Linked DNA regions of Sus scrofa: region 1 is linked to region 2. The links are chromatin contacts, called in public HiChIP or PLAC-seq maps. All regions are on one chromosome and are shown on one strand. The core of a region is the stretch at or near the end of the contact, and the rest is flanking DNA. Distances in the headings are between cores, read along the strand shown.

The links. HiChIP or PLAC-seq counts read pairs in DNA pulled down with a chosen protein or histone mark.
Region 1: a contact with region 2 is called in an H3K27ac HiChIP or PLAC-seq map of skeletal muscle. The contact joins two enhancer-like sites. A contact is called at or near these places in 1 of 47 Hi-C or Micro-C datasets (skeletal muscle) and 2 of 2 datasets of contacts at active chromatin or transcription factors (alveolar macrophages and skeletal muscle).

What each region holds. Positions count from the first base shown.
Region 1 is chrX:16,663,209-16,670,231 of Sscrofa11.1, reverse strand. No RefSeq gene overlaps it. Among named protein-coding and RNA genes, the nearest start is that of RPS6KA3, 90 kb to the right of the region's middle. Within about 2 kb of position 2,946, at least 5 of the 83 cell types and tissues checked have an H3K27ac peak or open chromatin away from gene starts, as enhancers often do. A contact at or near this core is called in skeletal muscle, where this site is marked.
Region 2 is chrX:16,508,173-16,515,510 of Sscrofa11.1, reverse strand. It overlaps RPS6KA3 (ribosomal protein S6 kinase alpha-3), which reads left to right. Exons shown (of 24, transcript XM_021080348.1): 5 at 2,273-2,389. Among named protein-coding and RNA genes, the nearest start is that of EIF1AX, 62 kb to the right of the region's middle. Within about 2 kb of position 4,515, at least 1 of the 83 cell types and tissues checked has an H3K27ac peak or open chromatin away from gene starts, as enhancers often do. A contact at or near this core is called in skeletal muscle, where this site is marked.

The DNA.
Region 1 (7,023 bases), core at 1,697-4,196, 160 kb before region 2:
AGCCGTGTTACATACCCATGGCTCTTTGGGGGCAGGGTCTCTATTCTGTTTCATGGATTTAGTTTGTCTATTTCTGTGCCAATACCCTTCTTTCAGAGTGTTGTAATTTGGGATTATATCTTAATATCTAGAAGGACTGGCTTTCCCCTTCCCCCCACTTCCATCTTTTGTTCTTTTTCAAAATTGTTTAAGATCTTTGTTCGCTTTCATTGTTTCATATGAAACGTAGACTCTGTTGTTGTTGAGTTCCCCCCAAAAAAATCCTGTACAGATTTTTGTTTTCATTATCCTAAATTTATAGCTTAACCTGGGGAGAATTTATAAAGTATTAAGTCTTCCTACATATAAATGCAGCAAGCTTTCCATGTATTCAGATCCTTCAAAAAAGTTAAAAATTTTTCTCTATAAAATCCTCCCAGGAATTTTATAATTTATACTGCTATTATGAACCTCTGTTTTCCTATTGAGTTTTCTATTGGTTACTACTAGTGACAAAGGACTATATTTTTAGTGTCAAGGATATTCTTCTCAAGCATAAAAAGGCAAACAAACAGGGGAAAAGTGGACAAAGGACACAAACAGAAAATTTTCAGGAGAAACACAACCGATCAACGTATTGAAGTTTTTCAGCCTAAGTAGCAATCAAAAAAGTGCAAATTCAAATAACCCTGAGATAATCATCTTACACCTGCCAGAGCGGGAAGGTTAGTTTTCAAATTCTCGTGCTTCCTCTGTTGTAAGGAGAACACTAACAGGAATACTCTTACTCTGCTGGTGAGAGTGTGATTATGGAAAAAAGAATATAGCACAATGTTTTAAGAACTTTAACAACTGTATATTCCTAATCCTGGGGATTCTGACCTGAAGATAAGGTCAAAGATTGTTAGGGGAAAAATGCTCATCAAAGAGCCATTTCTGATAACAAAAACTTGAAAGAATCTAGGTCTCTGACACCAGGGGAACTGTTAAATAAAGTATGTTGCAGCTTCATGATTAAATGATGCAGCCATAATCATAACCATGTTTGAAGAATCTTTAATGGCCAAGAAAAATGCTCGCGATCAAATATTAAATGAAAAAGGAAGATATGAAACTGGAATCTCATTATTAGTATATATAGCAAATAAGAAAATACATCAGAATATTTACATCTGAGTAGTCAGTCACCAGTGTTTTTTATCTTTTGTTACAGCTATTTGTAATCCTAAATTTTCTACAATGTGTCTGTGCTATTTATTTAGAACTAGGACATGATAAGTTTAAATAAACAATACATTCTCAAAACTGCTGCAAGAAACTAGTGTGAAAGGTGGTGTGAAAGGACCCACCGTGAATTCTCAGTTCACGTCTAAATGTTTGGTTTATTGTAGGTAATAACAGATGGACACTGTCCATGGACAGACTAGTCTCTGCTTGACAGTGTAAAATGTTGGTTGTAACAGTTTAGCTCCTAGTAAGAGAGGGCGCACATCATAGTCTTGAGATCCCTAATTAAAGCAAATGCAGCCCTGAGTTCTGAGAGCTCCATGGTGTCAGGAACTGGAGCTTCATCAACATACCTTAAAATGCATAGGATTTCTTTAAACTGGGAACGCTTTATAGTTCTAAAGTATGTATATTGTTCACTCATCCACTCAATAAATATTTTTCTGCATATTTGGTTCTAGGCTTTATTAGCATAATGTCGGCATTTTAAGAGAGATGAGTTTGTCGTGATTTTAGCAAAAAAGAACACGTTTTTCCTAAGGTTTATGTTGTGACTTGGTCCACACGGTGTTCAAGCCCAGCATGTCCGCGAATATAATCCCACCCACAACCTTTCTGGGGAATGTAATTCACTCCTCCTCGCCCTTGCAGCCGGGAAAGATTTCAGAGTATCCTTTTACACTTATGTGGAACTGCCTACCGAGATATTTTTATCGTATCCTCAAAACCACTCATCTCCTTTTCATTTGCCTTTTATACTTGTAATAGCTTCGACTCTTTCCTCTTTCTGAAAACAAGGAAGTTCCCTTGATATTTGTGTATTTATTTTGCTAGGAAACAAATTGGAATTAAGCCCACGTTTCTATTCAGTGTCAATAGACCTCAGAGAGAGACCAGTTTCCCCCTCGGTTCAGGCCTCTTGGTCAAATTTACTCAGCTTCTCGATCAGCGATCCATCCCCGTCACCAGCACTGGGCTTCTCCGGAGAATAAATAACCTCGGCCGGGAGCTGCGTGACTAATCGTGTTTGCCCAGCCCTCACCATTCCCTCATTAAACAGCTTTTAAAATTCAACTTCCTCTGTCTACCCGTGAGTAACCAAAATACAAGGGGAGTCTCCATCCCAAACTCCAGCCTGAAACAGCGGCTTCCCCTTGGCCCCTTCCCCGGTCCGGTCCACACGGGCACACAGGCAGGATGATGTGCAACCTGGTGCAGGCAGCATTTGCCCAACTGGACAGACCCCCTTGGGTCTGTCCCCATAAGGAGTATCTACAGTCAAATGCAAGCCCTCAACCAGCCAGTATGGAGCAAAGTGAAGGAGTTTTATGCTTGCAAAAATGATGAGATGAGGCACCTAGAGACAGAAAACAGAATGCTGGTTGCCAGGGGCCGGGGGCAAAGGGGACCCGGGAGTTCCGGTGCAAGGGGGACAGAGTTTCAGCTTGGGAAGATGAAAACGTTCTGGAGATGGATGCTAGTGGCGGCTGCATAGCCATGCGAGTGTACTTTATGCCACAAAACTGTGCACTTAAAAGTGGTTAAAATGGTAAATATTTGTGAGGTAGATTGGACAACATTTTTTTTTTTGATCAACCAAGTCGATAGGAGGTAAAAAAAAAAAAAAAAAAAAAAAAAGGAAAAAACAGCCTCATTTCACTCCTGTAATCCAAACCCTCTTATCTAGATGCTGCCTCTTCACATTCCAGATGGGTGAGCTCTTAGATTTTCAGAGTTCCACACCAGGTCACCTGGTGAAAGGGAGCTGTGAGGAAAGGGAGAGAAGGAAGAGTTCGATGCCCACGCCACCCGTGAGACCCTGAAAGGCCACTGCACAGAAAGTGCACTTGGGCTCCAAAATTCCCGCAGGCTCACTTTCCCACCCTAGGCTTCCCGAGTCCTTCTTAGGCAGCTGGCCTTGGTCCTTTCCTTCACCTTGTTTCAGGGTGAGCACCTCCCGCCCCACCTTCAACAGAGTTGATTCTCTTTGCCCACCAGCTTCACAGACACCGCCACCCTGAGTGAAGCTCATAGTTTTCCCCCTCGGCCCGTCCAGCCCCTTGGGGTCCCGTCCCTAGTGTGCCCTCCCTGAGCCCAAATAGCAGGGAAGCGGATGGGACAGGAAAATAGCACTGGGCATTCAAGTCTGCGTTTTTCTGAGCCTTCGCCCCAATTCCTAAGTAAAATTCCTAAAGTAAAAAATGGAATTTTTGCTGGAAGAATTTTTAAGTCAAGCAAATCTGCCACATTCCTTAAACGACAGCTGCGGTAAGTACAGCTACTGTGTTGTTATGCAACATTCAGCCAATATTGGCAAAACCGAGCACATGGATAAAACATGAAATGCTTTCCCTGTTTTCCATGTTTTGCCACAAAATTCTGTTCAGAAAAGTCTGTGACTCTTCACTGTCTGTCATTTCTGTGGGCTCCTCCGGAAATTTAGAAAGTGCCCTTCCAGTTAAAGCTCCTGCCCAGGGTAATGGAAGTAACCTCTCTGGCCTTAGGTAACACATTCCTTTCTTACCTGAATTAATGTGTACCTACATATGCTAAAGCAGCAACAATTCCTATTTTTATTTTGCACTTTCATGGGGTGATATACAGGACTGAGGATTTTTGAATCCTAATTGCTGAGACAGCGAAGACCCACTAGTCTGTTATAAAGACCAAATTCTTCCCTTCCGTCAACATTTGACAGCTTCCCTGCTCTGTGGAAACAGTATTGATAACACTTCTCAGTATTTGCCATCTGTGTAGGTGTAACATTGGTGGAAATTAAGAGTAAGGTGTTAAAGGGAACTAAAAAAACAAATTTTGAACCCGAAATGGCAGTTTATGCCATTGAAATCTGATATGTCAAAAAAGAGAGAAAGCGCTCCGAAATCTATTCGTACTATCGCAAGCATAGCTCTTACTTAGGCTTTCCTCGGCAGTTAGTAAAACAAACTGTTTTGTTTCTAAGAAATCGATTTGGAAAATATTTAGCACACCTCCTTCCTTCTGGTGAAAGAAAAACTAGTAATGAGAGTTGAAAAGATTTGTCAGATTAAAAACAAAATATCTACAATGCCAAGCCAAAATATTTTCCAAAGCCAGGTTCTAAAAAGTGAACTGCATCTTTCAAAATCCCCAAGGATGATTCCAGATTGAATTTCATAAAAATGAGTACCATTTTGGCAAAAAAATGTTTATTCAACAAAAAGATTGCCAAACCCTAACCAGTAGCCATTGACTGTAACAAAATTTCAGCACAGTAATATTTTTTAAAATTTTATTAGAATATAGTCGACTTACAAAGTTGTGTTAATTTCAGGTGTCCATCAGAGTAAATCAGTTATGCATTTATCCATTCTTTTTCACAGTCTTTTTCCATATAGGCTATTGCACAGTATTGAGTAAATTTCCTTGTGCTATCCAACGGGTCCTTGTTACTCATCTATATTATGTATAGTAGTTCAGCACAGTGATATTACGGTTTAAATGGTCCTTATGAATTCCAGCACACTGTGTGATTAAATATCAAACAATATAGGAACAGCTTGCTTTATTTAATATACTAGATGTGTTCTTGTAAAGATTAAGGTAGCTCAAATTTTTGCAAGATTAAGTCATATTTTAAAGACCACAGTTCTCCATCTAAAGGAGAACTCTGGTCAACCTTTTATCAAATGAAGCAATTTTAAAAGAAAGTCGTCATCTCCTAATTTATGTGCCTTTTCAATGTATCAGTTCAGATTCTGGTTTTTGTAAAGGGGAGATTCCCACCTAACACAACCCTCAACATTTATTTAAGATAGCCCATCTGAGAAAGAGTTATTATCCTCTTCAATACCTCACTACTACAAAATCTTGAAAATTCACACTTATATAGGCAACATTATGTGGTCCAATAATTTTCAAATGTCAGATTGAAGGAAAAAGTTGAAAATAACCTAAAGGGCCATGGATAGGGGTGCTGGTTACGGAAACTGTGGTATAGCCCTACAGGAGAATCCTATGTGTCTATAAAAATGGCATGAGTATGCTTTCTATGTATATGTATTGGAAATGCTCCAAAGTATAGTGTAAAGTTGGAAAAAGCAAATACAGAACACTGAGTATTGTTTGTGTAAAGGGGATGCAGGAGAGAATAGAAATTTGTATTTGCTTGTATATGCAGCATTTTTTTTTAATCCCTGGAATAATTCAGAAGCAAATAATAACTGTGGTGACCTATGAAAGGAGGTGAATGTGCAGACAGGGAGTGGGCTAGGGGAGAGACCTTTCACCACATATCATTTTCTACTGTGTGGGTTTTGAAGCATGTAAATGTATTTCTGTTGGAAAACACATTTGTTTTGACTCAAGGTCAGACTGAATGATGTCTAAGTCATGTATTCTCTACATATTCATTTCCATCATGGGAGCCTTTTTCGCCTTCCCATCTGCTTTGCCTAGAAGCAGAACCTGAGAGAGGGATTCAGATGCTCATGATGGGGTGAAGGACTGCTTGCTGGAAAAGCCCGTTATGGAGGGGAGGAGGCAGAACAGGATGGGGAATGAGCCAAGCAAGGATGTGGTCTCTGGTAAAGCCCAGAGCATAAATCCACCACAAATTGTCCCTCTTCAAGACTAAAGGGCCAGCTTGTCATACCCCAGTCTCAGACTGGGCCTTGGGGGCCAGGGGCAGGGGGCTGTAACCTCTCGGGCTCTGTGGCTTCTATTTGGCCAAAGGCAAGTCTCCAGAGATGGGGCTGGCTGAGAGCAGTCAGCAACCAGTATTTCTGGCACTTGGCAGCTGTGTGCACAGCATGGGAAGGGGGTGTGGGTGGGGCCCCAGCAGCATCAGCTACACTGAGGATTCTCCACCTTTAGTGTCCATCAGAATCCCATGGTGAGGAGTTCCCGTCGTGGCGCAGTGGTTAACGAATCCGACTAGGAACCATGAGGTTGCGGGTTCGGTCCCTGCCCTTGCTCAGTGGGTTAACGATCCGGCGTTGCCGTGAGCTGTGGTGTAGGTTGCAGACGCGGCTCGGATCCAGCGTTGCTGTGGCTCTGGCGTAGGCGGGTGGCTACAGCTCCGATTCGACCCCTAGCCTGGGAACCTCCATATGCCGCGGGAGCGGCCCAAGAAATGGCAACAACAACAACAACAATAACAACAACAACAAAAAAGACAAAAAAAAAAAAAAAAAAGAATCCCATGGTGGAGAGCTTTTTAGAACAGGTGATTGGGCCCCAGCACCAGAGTTTCTGCTTCAGTAAGCCGGGGGTGGGAGCAATGGAGGGAGAGGGACTCGGCAAGTTCTAGAAAGTTCCAAGGTGATACTTTGCCACTGGTCCAGAAACCACTCCTTGAAAACCACTGCCCTACATCATCTTCACTTCTTCCCCCTCCGTTTCCTCTACAGCTGATTCAGGACGTTCTTAGCTTCCTCTCCCTGCCCATTGCTGACATTTCATTGTAGGCCCCTATTTTATTAAGGCCTAGGTTAAGGGTAATTATTACATTTTTAAAAATAGTGGAACCTATTGTGAGTTACCTTTATTGGCTACACTCATTAAAACCATAGGGTAGTTATCTCACTTTGATTGTCTATAAGTGACACAGGGAGGGCTTGACATGGGTTCAAACAGTGGAAGACCTGCTGCAGTTCCTTGCCAGCCAGCCATGTTGCTAACTCTATTCTTTTCTGGAAGAGCACATACAGATCATCCAGTTCAATAATTTTCATGAGGTGGTGACACTGTGGGGCAAGGGAACAGTTCTAAGAACTGAGTGGGTGTAGGCTACTGATCTGCTCCAAGCCTTGCATTTTATAGATGAGGAACCTGAGG
Region 2 (7,338 bases), core at 3,266-5,765:
CAGTGAACTTGGCATCATGAGTTCAAGTCTGTAATCCACTAGTCTTCAGATTTTGATGAGACAGCACTTTAGGGTGTAGAAAAGAAAGAGAACTTCTTTATAGTTTCACATCCATGTATAATATAGATAATAATACAGAAAGTATATGTATATAATTACAAGCCAATGAGTATACAAATACTGGGTATATGCTCATGTTTTTCACTAATAAGGGTGTGCTACCAAAAGTTCAGAGACCATTTCTGTAATCAGTTTAGTGAACTGACCCAAGAGATGTAGAACATTTACTAAGACCAGGGAAGTCTCTATGTTCCTGTGATTGATCTTGGGTGGAGAACCACCAAGAGCCCTGTGACAGTCTCAGCATGGTATAATGCTAAGATCCTTGTTTTGGAAGTTGTTAGAAAACCTGGAATTGAGTCCTAAGTCTGCCAGTTACTAGCTTGTGATCTTTACTTGATCTCTTTAAACTTAAGACTCTAGTGTTTTCAAAGCATTTTACCTTTAAATGATCTGTCAGATTTCTAACAGTGAATGGAAGAATTACCATAGAGAATTCTGAAATCTTTTTGCTTGCTCTGGGGTGTACTCTACTCCCTGTTACCATCAGCCCTCTCTAATACTGATATGTAGTCGAAGATTTGTCATGAAGCATAAATATAAGATAAAAGGTGAAAAAGCACGTAACCCAGGCTTCATCTATGTTACGTGCTTAATAAAGACTTGCTGGATTTTAATCTAAATCTTTCTTACTTACACCCACATATACATTGTTCTTTGACAGTTTCCATGGTTTTTTTTTTTTTCAAGATTTTGATAATTTGCATTCTTTTGTTCCTGATGTTCCCAGGGACAGCTGTCACTCTCAAACTCTTGTACATTGATCTCATTTGGAGAGGAGAGATGCCCAGAAAGGAGTCAGCTAATGTTTGATTCTACCCTAATGCCTGCTGCACAGGATCAGTATTAAGGGATTGTTTTATTATTGTTGCCAAAGTTCCAAGAAAGTCCAGAATGATTATTAAGCTGCCTCACTAGTAGAACATTCTACAAACTACAGCTTCTGTCTTACAGAGTAAAATCATGGACCTGGATTTCTTTTTTTGTCCTCTTAGAAGAGCTTTTTTCCCTTTTACTGCTTATTTTCAAAAGCTACCACATTAGGATAGCCAGGAATATATTTTTGAGAAATCTTTGTAATTACCTATATCGCCAGCCTTCTTTGAGCGTGCAAGAGAATGTTATTTGAGTTCAAACATTTATATGGAATACAATGGTAATAAAAATAATGAATTACTTATGTTTGTGTAACACATTTAGATCCTACTAATAGTATATATACACTAGAAAAATATTATATGCAAAAAAAGATAGTCTTTCACAAGCTTATGTTTCTTGTTGAGTTTTGTTTTATTGTTGTAGTTTTGGGCTGATTTATAATATGTGTCTTGATTAAATAAGGTGTACTTGATCTGTTGACTCAGGGTAAATAAGTAATTGAAATTCTGTATATACTTACATATATTTTCAGCTTTTCTCATCAGACACTTCTCATATATAGTAAAGTACCCACCATCTTTAAGTATCCTTCTCTTAACCCCAAGACTTCCTACCGTTGCATCATACTGAACAGTTTTTTTTCTATCTAATCCTCCATCCAAGTGTTAAATCTTTTTTGATTTTGTGTTTTAGAGTTATCCCTTTCTCCCCTCTCAGATCTCAGGTAGTCCTTGAAACAGAAAGTAACTTTGATATTTCAAACACAATGAACTTCAGCCTGCCAGTTCAAATGGCCTTGCTGAGGGTAGAAAATACATGGTTACCCTGGAATATTTTTCAGCCCCTCTCCCCAATAACCAGGATTTTTTGAGACCAGCATTGGTTCTACCTGATACAACCACATGTAAGAGCACAAGAGATTACTCTGATCTGTTTTCAGACTTCTTTACACACTCTGCCCTCACCCAGCTAAACCACTTACTCTGATTATCTCCAGTAGGAAGAGTGAAGACGTGAAAATACTCAGTAGTAATGTTATGTAGAGGTTCAGCTGGCCAGTGTCCTTGACTGTTATTAATATTCTGTCTCTGACACTTAAAAAGTATATTTGCTTGGTATATGTTCTCTTTTTACTTGGCACGCCAGTAAAGTTGATTTGTGTGTATTAATTTGAGGATTTCTAATATGATAAACTAAATTTGTATTGCAAATTTATTATTGCCAGAGGAAGTAGCTCTAACTCTGTTTTATCCCCTTAAATTTGCATCAACAGGAAGAAGGCAGTATCAAAGAAATTGCAATCACACATCATGTAAAGGAAGGACATGAAAAGGCGGATCCTTCCCAATTTGAACTTTTAAAAGTATTAGGGCAGGGATCATTTGGAAAGGTAAGTAATGAATGTGTGCTTTTTTAAAAGTTGTTTTTTCTGTAATTCATATATATTTCATACAAATGGGGAACGGAAATATTTTTTGAAATACTACTGATCTCCCTACAAAGCAGCATTTTCTGTGTTTTTACATTTCTCACTGTCAGTAATTGTGAGAAAATGAATAAAGTTGTTCAAAAGTACATTGCAAACTTTTGTAAATTGGCAGTTTTCACCTCATGTTAGTTTTATCTTCAAGACTATATGATCTCCCTAATTGCACTTCCTGAATGATTAAAAATCACAAAATGTTTCCTTGATACACTGGCCTCTTTCTGAGTCTTTGTGTAGAATTAGAAGGTGATCTTGCAATGCCAGTGCATCTCAATCCTCCAGAGAATCCCTAATACCAGCAGAAAGTGAATGGGTACTCCTAAGGAACCAGGGTGGGGCACTCCCACTATAAGTATGAAATTTGGGGGACTTATAGCTTGGCTTCAAAGTGAATGCAGGGGTTGCATTCTATTCAGTAATATCTGTGTGTTTTTAATATCACAAAATATTTCCCAAATCCACCAACCAAAATTGCTGCAGAAGATATAACATCCTTGTCATTCTTCTGCTGCATACTTCAAGAGCACTTCCTGTACTCCATTTTGAGAAGTACAGCATTATAATCACTACTGCTTGATCTGTCTGGTCCTTTTCTCAGCAAGAGGAACATTCTGATGTTGCATTCAACTTTTGCATTGCTGTGCTTTCTCAGGAAACATTTGAAGATATCATGCTTTGCAAGCTTCAAAATAACACCATTTTATGTATTTTAATGAAACCATTTAGTAATCCTTGGCGAACATAGGTAATCTGTTACAGCTGTTAACATCTTCCAAACCCAATATGATGTTTTCAATCCAAAAGTAGCCAGCAGAAGATAATGGTTGCAAGTTTAAGCTCTAGGTCAGCCAGACATGGATTCTCTTTTTTTTTCTTCTACTTGCTCTGTGTGGTTGAGCAAGTTATTTAACTTTTTGGAGCCCCATTTCTAGGCAGTCATTAGGTATTGAAGTTCCTCAAGGTTCGTTCTAGGCTCTCTTCTCAGTCTTTATTCCCTACTAATTATTTTCTCTATGCCAACTGTCTTAATAAAACCCACATTCAGCTGACATAACAAATTTGTTTCTCCATTCTAGATTGTGCCTCCCAGTCTGAACTCTATGTACCACTACTTTTCTCTTTGCATGTCTCAAAGGCATTTTAAACTCAGCGTGTCTATGACCAAACTCATGCTTTCTCCTAACCCCCAAACCTCTCCTCTTTCGTTTTTCTCTGTCACTATGAATGGCATCCAATTAAGCAAGCCAGAAGCTTGGGGAGGCATTCTTGACACATAACTTCTGGTCCCCACCATCCCTCCCACCCCCACCCTGCCCCACTCAACTCCCACAAGTTCTGTTGATTTGTGGATGGATCAGAAATTTTCTGTAAAGATTTCTCAAGTCTTGCCTGTTTTCTTCTTCTCCCTGGTACTTAGCCAGTCTGTGCCACCATCATTTCTTCCTGGCTTATTGAAGGAGGCTCCTAACTTGGGCTTCCCAAATTTATTCTTGCCTCAAGCCATTGCCATATGACAACCAACAAGAGCTAGTTTTATACTCTACTCCCTTAACCTTTCAATAGCTTCCCTTTGCTTTTAGGAGAAAGACAAATTCTTAAGATGACTGAAGAGCCCCCCCAATCTGCCCACTAGCTACCTCAACAACATCAGTTTATATACTTTTCACTACCTCTATTCTGGCCACATTGGCCTTCCTTTTTAGACTGTAAGCAAAAGCCTTTTGCACATGTTTCTTCTTCCTGAAGTACCCTGCCCCACCCCTACCCCTTCCTCATCTGGTTACCTCTGCTCATGCTTATGATCTCAAAGAAGTCTTCCCAGCCATCCTGACTAGGTCACATTCATATACCTTCTCAGAATGGTATATACCTCATCTATACAGCACTCACCACAGTTGGAGGGTTTTGTTTGTATAATTATTTGTTTATTGGCTATCTCCCCTACTAGACTATATGTTCCATGAGTGCAGGGCCCATGCATGCCTTGTACCATGTCTCAGCATTAAACCAGTAGCACAGTACCTAGTATATAATTCTGAAAAGAATTAATGAGTTAATAATAGTCCTGCCCTCATAGGGTAGTAGTGAGAATTAAATAATATAAGACCAAGCATGTAATATCTGCTGTAAGATTGTATTATCATGCAATTTATTATGGTTAAACCCAAATAGATGGATTTATTTCCAGGGAACATAATATTGAAGTTTCCAGGAGTTAGCATACTTCTCCTTTTATTTCTTTAAAAGTAATTTAGATACCTTACTATAAAGAGCAGACATTAAAAGTAGGGCGTCTCCTTTCTTACTCATCCTCAAAAGCCAGTCTAAGCCAAGGAAACAGGGATGACCTGTCAGAGCCTAAGAATAGCTTCATGGAGGAGTTCGAAAGGTCAGAAATGCTAGTGGGGGAAGATCCAATGGCATCTGGGACTGCTCCTGCTGTGCTTGACTGGTGACAGCCCGAGGGAACAGATTGAGTGCGCTGAGCAGGAGCACAGAACTGAATGGCTGGCCTGGTTCTTGTCCCAGTACCTCCACTGTGTCACTAGGTGAATTATTTAACCTCTCGAAGCCCTAGCTTGGGCAGCTATAAAATAGGCATTGCTTAGTAGGCCTGCCTCCCAAAATTATCATGATGATGTATAGCAAATGCTTGTGAAGGTCCTTTGCAAAAACTAATAGGAAATGCTGAAAAGTATAAAGAAGGTGCTTTCGAATAAGGGGGAAGAAAGTTTGGAACCCATGAGGAGAATTTTTCTTATAGAATGGCACAAAGAGGCTTGATTAGGAAATCTTAAGAAAGAATAATAAGCATCAGATGACTCCTAATTATCTCCACCTAACAAATTAGAATTTATTTCAGCTCAAAAACATTCAGGGAGTTCCTGTAGTTGCTCAGCACAAACAAACCCGACTGCTATCCATGAGGATATGGGTTCGATCCCTGTCCTCACTCAGTGGGTTAAGGACCTGGCACTGCCGTGGGCTGTGGTGTAGGTCACAGACGTGGCTCAGATCCTGAGTTGCTGTGGCTGTGGTATAGGCCGACAGCTTCAGCTCCGATTTGACCCCTAGCCTGGGAACTTCCATATACCATGGGTGTGACCCTAAAAAGCAAAAAAAAAAAAAAAAAAAAAAAATTTCATAATCTCTGATTGCCTTTAGCATTTGAACATCATTCCATCTTAGGAAACACCCCGATTGAGAATACTTATCTCTGCCTAGGTTGGCTCAGTGCTAATTGACTGAAAGAAACTAAAGGGTGGGTCACAGTGAAAGGGGGACAGGGCAGTGATTTGGGGAGAGAAACACACCCTGCATCAGGGTTTCTGTACACATTGTGGCACTTTTCACTTGATTTGAGGTCATTGCCCATTGTCTTTGGCACAATTTCTCAAAGTAAGGAACTCTGCCTTGCCCTTGAATAAGTCGAATGAATCATTTTTTGATTTTGTGCCAGTAACCTATTGTTCTAATGCAGATAATTGAGAGATGACCCTAAAGTTGTTGATTGTAACCGCATCTCTTCTTACTATCTGTGGCAGCTCAATAGCACTGCTAGAAAAGAATGGGTAGGAGGAAAATAGTTGGAATTAAGGTCCACTAAGTAAGACCTTTTAAAGGTTTGATGGAAGAGATCATAAAACTAATGGTCAAAATGAGTAGAGGGGATTTATCGATAGTTTTACATGAGTCATATTATAGCATGACTGAATTATTTAGAGCAGGCTCTTTATTTTGCATAAATCCCACACTATATTTTAAAAACAACTTAAAGTATTTGGAAAATCAAGATGCTCAATAACATAGCTGGGAATTGTGTTCTTCATATTTAAGTGTACCTGTATATTTGATTTTTAAAAGGTAAGAAAGCAGGATTCTGATTTAATATACATTAAAAATTTGTGAGTAGCCTTCTTCAGTATAAGTGTTTTAAATTGCTCTGCCCAGATCAAAACTACAGTGAGGTATCACTTCACACCAGTCAGATGGCCATCATTAAAAAGTCTCTAAATATCAAATGTTGGGGTAGGTGTGGGGAAAAGGGAACCCTTCTGTATTGTCGGTGGGAATATAAGGTGGTGCTTCCACTGTGAAAAACAGTATGGAGGTTCCTTAAAAAACTAAAAATAGGAGTTCCCCTTGTGGCGCAGTGGTTAACGAATCCGACTAGGAACCATGGGGTTGCGGGTTCAATCCGTAAAAAATAAAATAAAAAATAATTCCATTTGCACCAACATGGATGAACCTAGAGATTATCGTACTAAATCAATTAAGTCAGAGGAAAACAAATATCATATAATTTCACTTATATACGAAATCTTAAAAAGATATAAATTATTTACAAAAAAGAAACAGACTCACAGACATAGAAAACAAACTGTGGTTACCAAAGGGGAAAGGGAGTGGGAGAGGGATAGATTTGGTGTTTGGGATTAGCAAATACAAACCACTGTATATAAAATAGATAAGCAGCAAGGTCCTACTGTATAGCACAGTGACCTATATTCAATATCATGTAATCAACCATAATGAAAAGAATATGAAAAAGAATATATTTGTGTATAACTAAATCACTTTGCTGTATATCAGAAGCTAACATAACATGATAAATCAACTATACTTAAAAATTTTTAAATTTAGGAGTTCCCATCTTGGCTCAGTGGTTAACGAACCCGACTAGGATCCATGAGGATGTGGGTTTAATCCCTGGCCTTGCCCAGTGGGTTAAGGATCCCGTGTTGCTATGGTTGTGGTGTAGGCTGGCAGCTGCAGCTCCAATTCAACCCCTAGTCTGGGAACTTCAATACGCCACAAGTGCTGCCCTAAAAAGAAAAAAAAATTAAAAATTT